2 separate regions of the Mus musculus genome follow, and region 1 is linked to region 2. Evidence: chromatin contacts called from public Hi-C data. All regions are on one chromosome and are shown on one strand. The core of a region is the stretch at or near the end of the contact, and the rest is flanking DNA. Distances in the headings are between cores, read along the strand shown.

Evidence for each region. Hi-C and Micro-C count contacts between places; a contact is called where the count stands out from the background.
Region 1: a Hi-C map of round spermatid shows a contact between it and region 2, with 5 times the contacts expected there. The contact joins the promoter of Ap1m1 here to the promoter of Mast3 in region 2. A contact is called at or near these places in 2 of 39 promoter capture datasets (liver and pre-B cells) and 1 of 484 Hi-C or Micro-C datasets (round spermatid).

Annotation. Positions count from the first base shown.
Region 1 is chr8:72,238,343-72,242,124 of GRCm38.p6, forward strand. Ap1m1 (adaptor-related protein complex AP-1, mu subunit 1) reads left to right here and starts at 1,676. Exons shown (of 12, transcript NM_007456.5): 1 at 1,676-1,901. The coding sequence starts at 1,860. Gm51536 (a long non-coding RNA gene) reads left to right here and starts at 3,603. Exons shown (of 2, transcript XR_003947404.1): 1 at 3,603-3,782.
Region 2 is chr8:70,790,196-70,793,802 of GRCm38.p6, forward strand. It overlaps Mast3 (microtubule associated serine/threonine kinase 3), which reads right to left and starts at 2,238. Exons shown (of 26, transcript NM_199308.2): 1 at 2,031-2,238. The coding sequence starts at 2,119.

The DNA.
Region 1 (3,782 bases), core at 426-2,925, 1.4 Mb after region 2:
CGTCATGCTGAGACCCTCAAGCCTCACTAGAAGGGTCCCTGCCTAGTTCTGTTTACTAATCTGCCTTATTCTGTTGTTGTTCCCATGTTAAAGATAGAGTAAATGCAGTATTCTCCACATAGAGATATAGACTTCTGAAATTCTAAGATTAGAATTACTTACAAGAAGAAGTGGGGAATGAAGAATGAAAAATTACTGGCCTCTTGTAAGAACATGAATTTTTTACCTCGGAGCCCACCCCCTCCCATCTAGAGATTGTTCTCGGAACACTCCTAAACTTTTCACCCCAAAACTCCTCACCCTAAAGTTCGAAAAAACTGTTCCAAGAACATTTTTGAGATAAAGGCCTCCTGACGTAGATTCCTTGATAGGACATGACTCCTTAGTTACCTAGATTCCTTTGGCAGAACTCCCTAGTGATGTAAACTTGTACTTTTCCTGCCCAGTTCTCCCCCTTTGAGTTTTACTATATAAGCCTGTGAAAAATTTTGGCTGACTGTCGAGACTCCTCTACCCTGTGCTAAGGTGTATGAGTTTCGACCCCAGAGCTCTGTGTGCTTTCATGTTGCTGCTTTATTTCGACCCCAGAGCTCTGGTCTGTGTGCTTTCATGTCGCTGCTTTATTAAATCTTACCTTCTACATTTTATGTATGGTCTCAGTGTCTTCTTGGGTACGCGGCTGTCCCGGGACTTAAGTGTCTGAGTAAGGGTCTCCCTTCGGGAATCTTTCACTATGTGTCACACAAGTAAAAAACCACACAAAGTAAAAAACAAAAAAAAGCCCTTGGGGCGGGGAGGAGTGTTGATGGGCTCCTTTGATCTCTCGGTGGCAGAAAGGTGGTTAAGAATGGCAGAATTTGCCGGGCGGTGGTGGCGCACGCCTTTAATCCCAGCACTTGGGAAGCAGAGGCAGGTTTATTTCTGAGTTCAAGGCCAGCCTGGTCTACAAAGTGAGTTCCAGGACAGCCAGGACTATACAGAGAAACCCTGTCTCGAAAAAAGAAGAATGGCAGAATTAAAATTTAATCAGCCTTACTTTGGTTTTGTTTTTTTGAGACAGGGTTTCTCTGTATAGTCCTGGCTGTCCTGGAATTCACTTTGTAGACCAAGCTGGCCTCGAACTCAGAAATCCGCCTGTCTCTGCTTCCAGAGTGCTGGGATTAAAGGCGTGCGCTAGCTACCACGCCCGGCTCAGCCTTACTGTGAATTAGGCACAGGCTAAGTTACACACGTGCTACCCTGGGTTCACTGGGGCAAGACGGGTGAAGCCCAGTCAGTTGAGAGGTTGACAGTGACAAGTGATTGCTGATAAGGCTGGATTGCCATTGGGAGACTGACTTCCTTTAAGCGCCACCTAACGGCGAGTCACAGTCAGTGACGGGATATTAGTTTACTTGACTTCTGCAGAAAGCAAGGCTGTCTCGAAAAAACAAAAAAAGAAAAAGAAAAAAAAAGGCTCAACTCCAAATCGGTTCCGCTTTCAGCGTCTTCTCACAGCAACAGGCTTGGAAGCGTCCACCTTCATTCCACAGCTAGTCCTTCAGGTACAAGGAGTAATGACAAAGCTGCCCCGCCCTGGTCCTCCAGGCCCCGCTCTTCAGGAAGGCCACGCCCCCTGACTTCCGGCCCGTTTGAGCTATGGGTGAAAAATACTGCCAAAAAGTTCCTACTGCGCTTGCACTCAGTTACGCGCCTGCGCACTTGCGGCTCCCTTCAGACCGGACATAACGGTCCACGCGCTGCTTCATGGACCGGAAGTGGAGGGGAAGTGTCTCGGGGCGCGCCGGGCCTTGCTGAACGCCCGCAGTTCCTGCCGTTGCCGCCGCCCTCGGCTACTGCCGAGACCTTCCAAAGCCGCCATGTCCGCCAGCGCCGTCTACGTACTGGATCTGAAGGGCAAGGTACTGAAGGGTTCGCCACCCTCCGCGTTGCCAGGCAACCAACGGGCCCTCGCCCTGTCAGGACCCACCCTGTTGCTAGGCAACTGGCCGACCAGCCCAGCTAGGGCGTCAGGCAGGCGGGGCAGCCTCACTTGCCAGCCCTACCAAGTTACTAGGAAATGGGCGGTGGTCTTTCCGCGAGTCCCGCCCCATTGCTAGCCAACTTGGTGGGCTGCGGTTGCTAGGTAACTGTCCGCTTTGCCCCTTTCCCTTTTTGTTCGCCTGGGTACCGGACTCTAGCTTCTCCTGCGAACTCCTGTAGCAGGACCCTGCGCCCCGGGGACCGTGCGACCCTTGGCCAGAGGCGTGGCGGGAACTATGGCCTTAGGTCGGTCCCTCGCTCCACAGGCTTCAGCGTTCCCTAGAGCCACTGAGCTTCCTATGACATTAAGAGAAGCGGATGATAAAAGTGTGGTTTTAAGAAGGGCGTGGTGGCGCACGCCTTTAATCCCAGCACTCGGGAGGCAGTCAGGCGGATTTCTGAGTTCGAGGCCAGCCTGGTCTACAAAGTGAGTTCCAGGACAGACAGGGCTATACAGAGAAACCCTGCCTCGAAAAACAAAAACAAACAAAAGTGTGGTTTTAGAGGGGGAAACAGTGCCTAGAGTCACACTGATTACTGGGAAGTAGCGGCCTGGAAGCATCCTCGCCAGGCAGGTGCTAAGCCCAGGGCCACCGTGGGTTAGCCTAATCTGTCATAGCTCAACTTAGTCACTTGGAAAAAACAGAAATAGATGAATACCTATTGGGGCCATGTCTTCATAATGGACTAGCAGCTGCAACTGAAGAATCAGGGAGAGCTATCCTGACTGGGAATAACAAAGACTGCTGAGACATGAAGGCCCTGCACAGAAACAGGACCCTGGCATCTTGCCCAGCGTTATCTGAGAAAGAAATCTTCATTTGTGTGTTTCTGCGGGTGTGTGGAGGAAGGAGACCCCTGCTACTCTTACATGGGCTCTTGTTATCGAACTCGGGTCACTAGACTGATTGAGCTAGGCTGCCTGAACCGTTAAAACGCATGGATCTGCCTGTCTGTACTTCCCAGCAGAATCTGACTTTTTCCCTCTCTTGGTTTTATGAGACAAGTTTTCTCTGTGTAGCTCTGGCTGTCCTGGAACTCACTCTGTAGACCAGGCTGGCCTTGAATTTAGAGACTGACCTGCCTCTGCCTCCCAGGTGCTGGGATTAAGGTATTTGCCACCACCACCTGGTAAGCACCTGGCTGTTACCTGGGATTTGGGTATAGAGTTCAGGTCGGATATTTGGAAAATACAGACTGAGCTGTCTCCCTAGCATAATGGATGGTTTTGTGGTGCTGAGGATAGAGCCTAGAACAACAAGCTCTCTGTCAGGCAGCCACAGTGTACTCTATGCAAAAGCCTCTTCCAGGAAGGCACATTTAGCCTTAAGAAAGGCACTGTCTGTCGCTCTACCTCAGGCTGTCAGAGTGGAAGGCAAGTGGCCAGCCTCTTATGTTTGGAAGCTACCAGAACAGGTCCAGCCACAGTAAACAAGTCCAACATTTAGCAGTGAAAGAACATTGATGTCCAGTCTACATGGAAGAGCTAGAGCTTAGAAGAGCCCCACCCTCCACGTTTTCCTTAGTCCCTTGAGTGTGTACCTGCCTTGTATGTCACCCAAGATCGACAACTGGTGAGTTCCAGACCTGGGCCTCCTCCACAGCCTTCTGGGAAGCTGGGTAGGGGCAGTGTTCCCTAGGTCTCATGACATATGCTCTGCCTTCCAACCTGGCCTAGAGGTACAGTGGGCTGCCTGTCGTGGCTTGCTTGTTCCTTTAGCAAACATCTCATTGGCACAAGCAAGTACCCATCCTGGGCT
Region 2 (3,607 bases), core at 988-3,487:
GTTGGTCCCTTTAAGGGGTTTCTGAGACCCATTGGGAGTCACCCCTAGGCAAATACCCCTTCTTTTTGTTATTTTGAGACAGGGTTTTTCAGTGGAGTTCTGGCTGTCCTGGGAATCACTCTGTAGACCAGGCTGGTTTGAACTCACAGAACCTGCCTCTGCAGTCTTAAAAGTACTGGGATTAAAGGTGTGTGACACCACACCCAGCACAAACATATCTTCTTATTCTTGAGACAGTCTCATATAGCACAGGCTGGCCTTGGGACAGACTCAGAGGTGACTCTCAATGCCTGATCTCCTACGATGACACATGGGACACAAACTGTTTCAACGTTCCCTTTCCATCCTCATTACCACCATATGACATGGTGGGAGAACACCCATCTAGCCTTGTGGGGACACTGTCAGGTGACTAGGACACACTGACTTCTTCCTTCCCAGCCCCTGGCCTTTCATCTTACACCATGATGGCAGCCAGGCACACCCAGATGTCTGGTGGAGACAGGAGATGCCCAGAGGCTGTGGTTGTAGGAAGCCAGCTCCACTCCCCCTCCCTGTCCCTGAACCTGCTGTCCCTACCTTCCCAAGATCCTGCCAAAGAGCTAATGCTTCAGTCTGTGGTATCACACCCCTTCAATCCAGTCTCTGAATTGGGGGCTACAGTGTGGGCTACATACAAACCCATGTCCCTTTCGGCCCACCTGCCCTGATCCCCCAGCCCAGGTCTCTGGCCCGTTCTGCCCACCAGACCCTGAGCTTCGCCTCCACCTTGGCAGAGTTGAAGTCACAGGGATCCTGCCCTCCTTCCCAGCCCCCTACAGTCACCCAGCAACGGCGGCTCTGACTGAAGGCAAGGAGAGCAGCCCACACAGCCCTCCACCAACGCAGCTCTGTAAAAGTGTCAGGGAGGGAGCGACAGGAGGGGCCCTAAGGAGGCAGGGAGGGTTTTGGGTAACAGAAGGGCAGTTTGCAGGCCAAGATAGGAGGTGCCGCAGGCAGCAAAGGGCATAGGTTTTAGGGAGCTGAGCCCAGCCTGTCTGTTGCTGCAGGAGGCTCTGTTTTCCCCATCAGGACAACCAGAAGGTGCACAAAATCAACACACCCTGTGAAGCTGGCCTTGGGGGACCTATGCTCTAAGAGCCTGCCTACAGGAGGCCACGCCCCCAGAGTCAGCTAAGCCACAGGTGTGGACACAGTACAAACCAGCATTGAGCTGGGGGACCCACCAACTGTACCTGCTCTTCACACAGGGAAATCGGGGCTACCAGCTACCAAGAGGGTAAAGAATTGCCCCCTAGGCTGAAGTGTGGGTGCAGAAGCGGAACCCAAAGGGCCCTGCAAGACTTCCTGTCGCCCCCCCTCTGCACACGACACACACTGGCAGCCACATCCTCTCCCTGCCCTGCTGTCCCATGGTCCTGCACCGGTAGCCAATGAGACTGGTTGGTTCCTTTCCCTTATGCTTAGACAAGACCTTGAAAACAACCATATTGGACGCCTCAGAGAACCTGGATCATCTCACTTGAGCACACATTAAATGCCAACTGCTTACACTGTTCCTTGCTCTAAAAGGCCTGTAAGCCATGGTAGGCACCACACTATCTCAAGGCCCAGTCGAAGCTTTGGATCGAGCACTCAGGGTCCTTGCATCTCAGACTTTTCCCAACTATGCTAACCTAAATACAGAGAAACACAAGCACAGAGAGGTTGAAGAACTACCTGGAGTCACACCGCACGGTAAAAGCTATCTTACAATTAGAACCTGGGTCGACAGTTGAGGCACCATCTCTCTTGGCCTCTGTGCCTTGCAAAGGAGGACCTGGGCCGAGGAGAAGCATGCCTTCTTGGCTGTAGACCTGCCACCCACTCGTCAGTCTGGGCCATGAGTATTTGCATCTGCGCCAACATTTCCGCTGAGTGTCCAGAACAGACTGCTTCATTCTTCCCAAATTCATCGCTTTGCAAGGCCCGAGTCCCAAGTTCAAATACCGGCGTCCACAGCTAGACCCTGCGCCCCAAGCCGTCCCTACCTTTTGGAACGCTGTAGCAGCGCACCCTTGGCCAGGCGGCTGCGGTGCCCCGGGGCCGCGACCGCGGTCCAGTAGCTGGGGTCGGACATGCTGCCGCCCTCCGTCTGCCCGGGCCTCGGCCAGATCGGCCGGATTCGGCCTGAGCCCCGTAGAGCGGCCCAGTGGCCGCGGGCAACAAGGAGCGCGCGCGGTAGCAAGGAGGAAGCCCGGCTGGGAGCCCCGCCCAGTCACGGGGCGGAGCCTGAGGGGGCGTGGCGTCGTGATGGAGGAGGAAGGGGGGCGAGGCGTTGCTACAGTGCTAGGCGGGGCGTTGCTAGGGTCCCCAACTAAGGAGCTTTTGTTGCTACAGCTCTGCCGGAAGCGCTGGGATGGAGCGCAGTTAGAACCCGCCTGTCGGTGCCCAGCATTGCCAGGGCCTTGAGGGACAGCGCGGGGCGTTGCTAGGGCCCCGAGCAGATCGGCGCGGCGTAGTGGACGTTGCTAGGGCTCTGGGACTAACGTGAGCGTTGCTAGGCCCCCTAGCAGCACAGGCAGGGGTTTGCTAGGGTTCTGAGCATAGGGGGCGGGGTTACCTGGCCGTTGCTAGGGCTCTAGGTAGCAAGGGCGGGGCGTTGCTATGGACCTCAGCAACACAGGCAGGTTGTTGCTAGAGCTCTAAGCACCAGGAGAGGCACCCTGACAGGAGAGCGAGGCGTTGCTATGGACCTCAGCAGCCCAGGCAGGGCTTTGCTATGGTTCTGAGCATTGGGGGGGCGGGGCTACCTGGCCGTTGCTAGGGCACTGCGCGGTGAGGGCGGGGCGTCGCTAGGGCCACAACAAGCAGGTGGGGCGTTGCTAGGGCCTGGACGGCGGAGTAGAGCTTTGGCGGTGCTAGTAGTGCAGGCTGTGACGGGTCTGCCCTCTGACTTGGAGGTGTTAGCCCTGCCTGGCTCTTCCCCTTTCCTTCCCATCTGTATGATGTCTGCGATGAACGCAGTGTGCATGGCCACGAAAGCCATTACCAAAGGCGATAAGTCATATATACTACAAACCAAAGGAATATGTCCTTTTCCCCCAGGTCCTAGGTAGCCAGTGGTCATTCTGACAGCACCCGACTCCCTGGACTTTTAGACACCGGATCAGAGCCTTGCTCGGATTTGAAGCTCAGATCCTATATTTGGTGCAAGAAGATAGCTGGGGAAACTGAGGCACATGCACCCAGGTTTTCCCCAACTCATCCTTGTCAAGTCACTCTGAGACTCTGCCACGTCTCCTCCAGGCTCTTTGCCACGTCAGGCGTTTCCCATGCTGCTGGCTGCAGCACAAACCCATATCCAGTCATTTATTCACTTGATAAACATTTATTGAACACTTACAGTTTACCTGCCTCTGGGACATCTAGGGGTGACTTCAAGGTAGTCCTTGATCTCAGATAAGGAGACAGATGAAGAATGTCAAAGAGTAACTTCAAAGAAAGAGGGATATAGCTGTGCTGGCAGAATGCTTGCCTGGCATGGAGGGCTCCATCCCAGCCCTCACCACACTTTTGGAGGTGGTAACACACACCTGTTGTCACAGGACTTGAGGGGTACAGGTAG